Regions from separate parts of the Oryzias latipes genome. Here region 1 is linked to region 2. A link is a contact called in public Hi-C data. All regions are on one chromosome and are shown on one strand. Each heading gives the region's core, a stretch centred on a gene start, on an enhancer-like site or on the middle of the called end of the contact. The rest is flanking DNA. Distances are from core to core; before and after follow the strand shown. Region 1 holds the start of LOC111946873 (CD109 antigen-like). Region 2 holds the start of cln8 (protein CLN8).

The links. Hi-C and Micro-C count contacts between places; a contact is called where the count stands out from the background.
Region 1: a contact with region 2 is called in a Hi-C map of embryo, with 2.8 times the contacts expected there. The contact joins the promoter of LOC111946873 here to the promoter of cln8 in region 2. A contact is called at or near these places in 4 of 5 Hi-C or Micro-C datasets (embryo, fibroblasts and gastrula embryo).

The regions. Positions count from the first base shown.
Region 1 is chr22:15,786,888-15,791,713 of ASM223467v1, reverse strand. LOC111946873 (CD109 antigen-like) reads right to left here and starts at 1,284. Exons shown (of 14, transcript XM_023951976.1): 1 at 1,184-1,284; 2 at 922-1,076; 3 at 817-845; 4 at 496-729. The coding sequence starts at 1,242. It overlaps LOC101158152 (cytospin-A), which reads right to left. Exons shown (of 12, transcript XM_023951883.1): 8 at 4,180-4,240; 9 at 3,981-4,095; 10 at 3,770-3,886; 11 at 3,632-3,691; 12 at 2,623-3,560. The coding sequence ends at 3,471.
Region 2 is chr22:15,548,067-15,552,742 of ASM223467v1, reverse strand. cln8 (protein CLN8) reads left to right here and starts at 2,337. Exons shown (of 3, transcript XM_004082374.3): 1 at 2,337-2,450; 2 at 2,782-3,389; 3 at 3,565-4,676. The coding sequence starts at 2,862. The coding sequence ends at 3,891.

The DNA.
Region 1 (4,826 bases), core at 35-2,534, 240 kb before region 2:
CTGTTACATGCAAAAACTATATTTACTGTTGTTCAGGGAAAATAATTATGTCTTAGAATATGGATTACTTGTTTTCCTCATTCCACATGATGCTCCATATTGTAGTTAGTGTAGATTTAGTTAAAATCTATAACCCCATAACAAAAAGAAAACACTGTTGCTACAGGGCTCAAAGTTGAACTTAGACTAAAATAATTTAGAATCAAATGAAATATACTAATAAAGGGTTGTATTACACAAGGGACAGGTGATTACCAAGAAACTGGAAGACATAAGTTTTATTATAATCATACAGAAGTCAGATTGTCCCATCAGGGGCTGAATTTAAAACAAAGATAGTCACAAATTAATTTCTAATCATTGTTGGGATGCCTAACATATTTTTTGAGAGACTTATCTGGTCCCTCGTCTGATCCAATGTTCACTTTTTTATTGTGGTAAATTTTTTGGGAACGGGATACTCAAAATGCACCAAATTCAGAGAATGTGACTCACCTGCAGAGAAATGTTCAGTTTCCCTCTGTAGGGACGGTTATCCAGCTGGATAAACACAACTCTGATTTTGATGGTGCTGCCCGGTCTGTAAGACGATCTGTCCGTTTGAATGAAGGAAGAGACATTCCTGTGGCTGAAGGTGATGTCGGTCGTGTTGGCAAAGATGATCCGGTTGTCCTTGTAGCCCCAAACGTTCAACTTCAAGAGGGAGTTGTCTGGTATGGAGCCAGGAAGCTGGAATGAAGATAAGAAACATATTAAATGTAAAGAATTTTTTCCTTATTGTATTTACTTACTGAAAAATGAGAGACTTTGACTCACAGGAGGAAGAAAAACAACACTGGTTGAACCTTAAAAACAAAAATATGTTTTAGTTTGTTTTGACCGCCACAAGAAAATCAAATCTGAGTATAATTGAAGTGTCACCTCCTTGGAAGTTCTGTGTCAGAGCTACTTTGGTGTTGCCATGCACCAACTCAGCTGTCACGCTCGCAGAAAAGTCAGAGAAGAGGGTGACAGCCAGTGGAGTGGGTGCACCGGCATGCAGCATCTCTGGAGCTGAGATCAGAAACGTTGTTGTACTAGAACAGCAGGGAAAGAGGACTTTTAAAGATCAGTCCTGCCATGACTGAGGGCGTGGAGGCAAAAAAAAAACGACATCTACCTTCACATAAACAACAGGACTTACTTGGATGAGCTCAAACCCGAAGCAGAGAAAATCAAAATGAGGATCCAGACCTGCTTCATGTTGTCCAGCGACCTCCTCGGTTACACGTTTGCTTTCAAATCACCTGACACATTTCTGCTTCATGTTAATAAAGCAACAAATGACAACTCCACCCCCTGCTTTTGTGCCAATAAACCCAAAACACATTGTTATTCCGTTCCTTTGGAATTTTTCCTCATATTCTTTACATCTTTGCCTTGAGGGGGATGAGTCTCAACTGTCACTCTGACAATTCCTGCTCCTGTCCAGCCGTTCTCATTCATTCATAGTGAAAGCTAAAAAGACTTTTTACCCCATGATGGTGACTCAGTTTATGAAATTGGGGACAAAGTAATCACAGGGAGATGCAATTTTGCTGCTTTACAGATCAGTCATGTTCTAAAGAATCTTTTCTTTTCAACATTTTATGAACCTTATGTCCCAAAATGGATATTAAAACGTGACAAGGAGTCTCCAAATTTAATTTAATTAAACCTTAGGAAAAGGAAATGCTTTCACCTTTTATGCCAGTCATCCCTAAAGTTCAAAATATATTAAAAATTTTATTTCTTTAAAAGATAATAAAGCAAGTTAAAGAGAAAATAAAGGATCTTTGAAACCCTGAGATCAGGGGTCTGCAGCTTTCAACACTTAAAGATCCACTAGGGTCAGTTTCTCACTGACCACAACCATTAGGAGCCGCAAAATCTGACTTTACTCTAGAAAAATAATTTGTATGTATGTTACTAATATGATAAATATAACAAACAGGTTTTATGCAGTTTTTTGGCTTACATAAACACATACATAAAGAGAAAATAGCTTTTTTTCCCTCCCAAATACAAAAAAGTTTATAACTTTTGACAGAAGTTCAGTAATTCAGTAATGGGTAGTAAAATGTCAGCAGTGATTGTAGTGAATCTGGGCAAGAAATTTGTAAATTTCATTAAAATTAAGTCAGAGCTAATTACGGCATTTTTCGCACCATAAGGTGGACTTAAAATCTTTAAATGTGTTAAAAATAGAATTTTGTGTGCCTTTATTCTGGCTTTTGTGTACTGCCCTCCAATTGATGTCTGTGGTACAAAAATCTGTCAAAAAGCCTTAGTACGACTTGTGATATGTATGTCCTTCTGTTTTTGAATGACTGGAATGAAGTTTGAGGTATTTTATTTTACTTTAGTTAAATTTTACAATTCAAAACGTTTTATTTTTCTTTATCTAGAGAGCCACAGGTTGCAGAGCCCTGCACTAGGTGGTGTCAAAAAAAAGTGCCTGCACATCCTCTTTTTGACCATTAGAGGGCAGTAAAAGACATGACTTAGAACACAGTTGGTAATTCCTCGACTTAAATTAAAAACCAGTGACCAGACGTTCACGTCCTTTCATTTCCCCAAATGTACACTCAACACTGACAGGAATATTTTTAACTCTTTATTGCTTTTGCATTTTTTTAACACTAGATACATACATTTCACAATCAAAGGCACGTTTTTTCCAGTTTGACGTGTACAGCTTTGGCAACAGACCTGCCTTCAAAGTTGTCAAAGCAGTTCCAGGTGTGTGTGAGAGTGTGGATGCATGAGAAACTTCAGGTGATGTGGAAATGAATAGGGCATGCTTGTATGGGCCTGCATTCGCTTTTGCTTTATTATTTTTTGCAAAGCACAACCAAGGACACACGCAGATAGAACACTGAGGCACTTTTGACAGTGTAAAAGGGAAGAAAAATCGAATCTTTTGGACTTTCTCATACTAATTCTTGCTTTTTTAAAGCTTGAAACAAAGAACTGATGCAATCACAGCACAAAGCAGAAGTGCTCGTCTACAGAGTGGGTAAAAAAACTGGAAAGGAAAACATACAAAAGCTAAAAGACAAATATTTTGGCAGCTTAAACCATGTAAAGCTAAAGCTTTTATGCACTACAGTACTTTCTAAGCGTTGAGTACCAGTGTAGACACATGTACAGCAACTAAACATTTTCTTTTATCAAAAGGGGTCAGAAAGTTTGAAAGTTCATTTTTTTTCTAATCATAAGAATTTATGAATTTTACTTCAGCTTAATAAGATACTTTTTTTTAGATGATGTTGTTTTGGTCTTTATGGGATTTAGAAGTTCTTGCCCTCTTGCCGTTGAGCTAAACGCAAACTTTTATTTGTTTCCAAAGGTGATCTGCATCGAAAAAATAATAGAATTTCTATATCCAAGAGAAGGTAGCATTAGAGGTACCATTGCTTTAAATACTTGTATCTTCCTAACTTTGCTAGTCACATCTCAAAGTGGCGGTACATGCTCTCCACGTAGCTCAGTACCCTCTGCCAGTCCGGTCCACCTGCTCGCAGCATCTCCTCTATTGTCTGTCAAATAGAGACTTCGGTCAAACTTGTGAAGAAACTCACTTTTTGTGTTGGACACCTGTGATTCTTACCAGAGTTTGTGTAATCCCCACACCCTCTCCGGTCTTGAATGCCAGGCTGAGATTCTCTTTCTGCAAACAAAAGGCTAGTGAGGCGAGGTTTTTTTTTTTTTTTTTGTCTGCATCACAGGCTGCATGCAGTGCGTCTACCTTGTTCTCTGGAGAGAGGGTGCTGAAGGGGATGTGAGAGGGGACGTAGGTGTGGTAGACGGCACAGAAGGCCAGGCCGTCTGCCCAGCTGCTGCTGAAATTAGTGATGTCAATGTTCTGCAGGAGGAGGACATGCTGTTGCATTAGAGAGCTGCTCCAAACTGCATTCCAAAAAATGTGTGTACGTATTTGACATGAAAGGATCGGTCACCTTGTAGCCCTGGGTTCGGTTCTGACACCAGCGGAGCAGAGAGTTTCTCTTTGAGCCTCCGTGACGACGCAGCAGGACACTCAGACCATCCTGGGATCTAACAGCAAGACAATTACTAATGGGGTATAAAATCCTTTTTTCTATGGATTGGACAGAACCCTGACTGTTATAACGGGAGAGTGTGCGTGTGAGAACTCACTTTGTGTGCGGCAGCTCAGTGAGAGCCGAGTTATGCTTATTCAGGGACTCCTCACGCTTTCCTGCAATGTGAAGCAACAGTTAGAGATGCCATTCATAGTTTATTTCTATTATCTGTAGATCTGTATTTCTTTATAAAGTCAAAGAAGCTCATTTAAAACACTCGTTTCTTTTGTCAACATTTAAAAAACATTGATTTTTGTAAAATAACATTTAGTAAGATCCATCTGATAGTTAGCAACGGTACAACATTCTTTATCATTTTTTATTCTACTCAGTTTCCAAAAATTAAAATTGAGAAAAAAACAGAATCAAAACAATCAAATTGAGGAAATATAAATAATACTAATCTGCAGTGAACCACTAAATCCACGACTCCACCAAATTTAGCATCACCTTGAAAGGAAAACAATTTGTAGAATAGTCTTACTATATACGATTATAATTCAAAATAAAGTCAGAATGATCATAAACATGAAACAAGTGTCTAAAATGAACAAATAAAAACATTTTTCACAATATGACGATAATGTGATGCTTGTTAAAAACAGAGAATTTAATGCTGACATAGATAAAAGCCAATATATTCCTCTTTTCATGTCTCATCTATTCAAGAGTTTTTCTTATATCTCATACCTATTTTCATTT
Region 2 (4,676 bases), core at 1,088-3,587:
CTTTCTTGTCTCCTGCAGTGACGGACAGACTGACAGATACAGTTAGATAATAATTTCTGTGGATCGTGATATTTGCAGATGACATTGTGATCTGTAGTAAAAGCGGGGAGTGGGTGAAGAAACATCTAGAGACTTGGAGATTTACTTTGAATAAATTCAATTGAATGCTTATCATCCCCTCCTCTTCACCAGTTTATTAACATCCGGACAGCAGATCACAGCAGAACTCGGAGTGCAGTCAGAGGAGACTGTATCATTCCCTTCAGAAAAAGCGTTTTTGGTCAGAATGCTTTTTCTGTTAGAGCTGCTACTGAGTGGAACTTCACGAAACCTGTTAGTATCAGAAATCAAAACACATATCATTTATTCAAGACACAATTAAAGAAATGGCTCATTGACAATCAGAGCTGTCAACACTGAGTACATTTCCTCTCACTGATCCTCGCTACTGTCATGTCTTTTATGTGCATGTATGTTCTTACATTTTTCTGATTTTGGATTGTTTTATCACTAATTGATTTAAGGTTAACTGCTTATTTTATTGGATGCACTGTTTAATATATATATGTAATGTTATGTGTTATGTGTAATGTTAATGTTATGTGATTTTACTTTGATCTTTTAGGGTGATTTTTAACATCTTCCCAGGGACTGCAGATGAAAAATAGCCCCTTTGGCTAACTCTGGCATATTGACAGAAATGTTTATTAATATGCGCTGTCCCCCCTATTCAAATAAATGAAACTAACAATATCTTCTGCCCTCAGCCAAATGTATTGATTCAGCTTATACGGCGAGCTAAACACAAAGGGCTTCAAAAAACTCCACAGACTTGCTATTCTTGAGCCACTTTTAATTTTGTAAAAAGATCATGGCTTCTCACAGGGTACTGAATACATCAAAGAGCTTTACTTTTCACGCATGCGCACCACTCCCCAACACGCTGCACGTGCCTCTCTTTCCCAAACCAAGCTTCCCACTTTACGTACCGCATGTGGCCACTAGATGGCAGCGTAAGACATAAACTTTTGACTTTACAATGAACTTTTAAATCTTACTATCCCAACTAAGAGAAAATAACAATTAAACCCATTTAACTAATAACAAAAACATAAAACCCTGGGGGGAGACGGACCACAATACATAAATCAAATCTGTAGACTTTTTTTAACTAGAAAGTATTTGAACCTGTCTCTTTCAGCCTTAAAGACAATAACCTTGCCCTTTTTTCTGATTTAGCTGCAGAATATTATACCTGTATCCATTTTTGAACCATTCCTTAAATGTCGTTCAGAAATGTCACTAGAAGACACAACTACAAAAGGTTGTGTCTGCACACCTGTTAAAAATGGACACTCTGTTTTTTTGACGATACACCAAGTGTTCTAATGGAAAGGTTAAGAGTGTAGTTTGCAATGGTTACAAAGCTTAGTTAATTACCCGTGTCTTCACCAGTAAGTGTCTCATTATCATAGAAATCAGTTTTTCCATTCACATGACCATAAACTGTTGTGACATTAAGTGTAGAAGTTGCTGATGAGCAGTTTTCAAAAGGTCTGCTAATTATTCAAAAACTTCCAATGCATCATTAGAACACCATCAACGTGCCAAAAAAGGGAATCTTTTTCAAACATGTGCTCAGTAGAACTGAATTTATGAATTTACAAAAAAACTTTACCAGGTTTCTATTTTTGAACAATTATTGGTCACTTTTGGACTTACATACATTTAAGACTAATTATTACCACGAAAACCACTTAATGTGTGGTTTCTGGAGATTAGTAATTTTAGATAAAAACTACAGCAATTTTGTATATTTTATGATCCAAAGATAAACTTTAAAAAAACCTACATTCTGTGAGTATATCAATTCCAATTTAATTGTACTATATTTTAATACACTTAAATTAAATTTTACAGACATTTTTTTTAATTACACAATATTTTTGGTAGTTAAAATAAATATTAACATACAATTCTCACTGAAGTTTTACAGCTGTGTTTAATAAATAAATTGGTAATTCCCTCTGTTTCATTTATTCAAATTATGTAGTTCTCACATAACCATGAACACATTGTTTACATAAACCTGATGTGAAAACCTAAGAGATGAAGTATGGGTGAGGGTATAACCATGAAATAATAAATTATTAAACTATAAAAAATGAAAAGTAAATATATCTTAACATCTCTAGTTTGTACAACGTACTTTAAAATATAAAAAGTAATTCACCTGAACGTTTAGGCCAACCAATAGGATTCACGGTCTACACGGTGCTGACCAATAGGCTGTCTTTTTTTCAGTAAAATAAGGCGTAATTTCCGGTTCCGCTGTCGTGTGACTGAATTCTTATCTCGTGATGCGAAACTTCCTGTTTCAGCAAGATGCCGTCGGTGGGAATGTTTAGTTCCAGAATCTGTGCAAAGATGTTCTGTAAACTATGTCTGCGGTAAGTCAGGCTCCTATCCATCAATTTATATTTTGCTAACGTGTCTCGGCCGCCGGATGTTTACGTTCTTACTGTAGAAAAAGGAGGTAGACTCACGTGTGAGGAAGACTGGATAAATAAATTAACCAAAACCAGTTGTCGCTTCACATGTCCTTTAATGAACATGAATTATTTTTTCATCTTATTATGTTGGTCCTTCTTTCTTTTTTGGGGGGGAAACAATTAGACAATAGCTTTGTTTTGCCTTGTATTTTCGTTTGTCTGACTCAGTTAACACTAGTGTATAATGCCAGTTGCCAGTTCTTAACAGTACTTTTCATTTTTTTTGCAGATGACTCACTCATCATGCATCTAGCTAAAACTCCAAATTTAAGGTGACTTTTTTTGGGAAAGTTTCCTTGCTCAGAAAGGATGGATACTCAATCTGTGCCTCACCTCAGCCCAGAGTACTTTTCCTGGGACTACCGCCTTCAGCTCATCGCTCTAGGATTTGGTTTCTACACATCAGTATTCCTCCTCTCTCACCTCCTGTCTCTACTCCTGAGCCAAACCTACAACTCCCTGCTCTCCAAGGAGAAAGTTTTTTGGAACCTGGCTGCAACCCGGGCGGCTTTCGGCATCCAGAGCTCTGTAGCGGGACTTCGAGCTCTGACTGAGGACTCCGATTTGAGCCGAGACAAAGTCAGGGGCCAGGAGGACTGGTCGTGGTTTCACCTCCTCACAGCCACAGGCTTTTTTTTCTTTGAGAATGTGGCGCTTCATACATCCAGTGTGGTATTTGGCTCATTCGACATACCACTGGCGACACACCACTTCTTTGCCCTGGCAGGGTTTGCTGGGGCCGTAGTGTGGGATTCCCAGGGCCACTTTCTGGCTATGGTCACACTCTTGCTGGAGATGAGTACACCTTTTACCTGTATTTCCTGGATGTTACTGAAGGTAAGCGGCTTAAATCATCTTTTTCTTTTTTTGTTTTTAGGTCACTTTAGGTCTGAACAAGTTTTGGTTCCTCTTAGTTCTTAAAAACAGGAAGCTTGTTTTGAAAGCCACAAACTCTTTTAGAACACAATATTATTAGAGTTGCCCAAAAATGTGTCTTTGCTCTTTCTGACAGGCTGGATGGGCACGCACCTTATTCTGGAGAGCCAACCAGTGGGTGATGATCCACATGTTCCACTGTCGTATGGTGCTCACCTATTACATGTGGTGGATTGCGGTGACCCACTGGTCGGAGCTCAGCACCTACGTGGCGCTGTCGCAGCGCCTGCTGTTCTTCTCTGGTCTGGCTCTGCTCACTCTTATCATCAACCCCATCTGGACGCATAAGAAGACCATGCAGCTGCTGAACCCTGTGGACTGGAACTTTGACAACAAGCCGGTGCCAGAAAAGGGCAAAGAAGACAGTCGGGCTGAGGCTGTTTCCAAGCCAAAATCAAATTAAAACACACCAAAAACACATTTTTTTTCTTTTTTCCTTTGCTTTACTTTTATGACTTTGTTCATATTTTCCTAAAGTAGACATTTGGAATTGGAATTTGAAGGAAGCTTATTACCTGATGTTTATGGGAAAATCTATGTCTATGTAATCTATGTCTTTTATAATTTCACATCTTACTGACCATCTAACTTTTTATCAGGAGGGTGTGTTCTGTGTGAGTGGTTGACCTATTAGAAAGCTGAGTTGTAGCCCCACAACACATCTTAAAGTCCTGGTTAACAAAACAAAACAACTTTAAATCTCTTCGCAGCAGAAAAGGACCCACTTGTCATTGTAGCAGCAGAGCACGCTGTGGTCTAACAGGGTTTTTGGGTGGGAGAAAGCTCAGGAATGAGACGTGAACAAAGGGCTTATTGTCTGGAACAGCGATGGGATGTGATGACACTAAAGCTCACTTGATACAGAACAGCAAAAGTGCCTTTTAACAGTAACCTAGTTTAGGATCAATTTAACTTTTTTCTTTTTTTAACTCTTCAGGTGATGTTATTTTCTCATTAATTTTCCAAATCCAGTCGTCATGACAGCAGAATTCAAAACCTTTTCATTTTGTTGTTATGTTTTCAGTTCAATATTAAGCCTAATTGTGTTACAGATTTGACTGTTTAAAAAACTTTCATGTTTCAGAGTATTTTGTGCACCAAAGGTGGTTATTTGTGGATGCACCTTGTTTGCATTAGGAGCATTCATTATGGTATTAAAAATCTGTTTACTTTAACAGTTAATAAAAA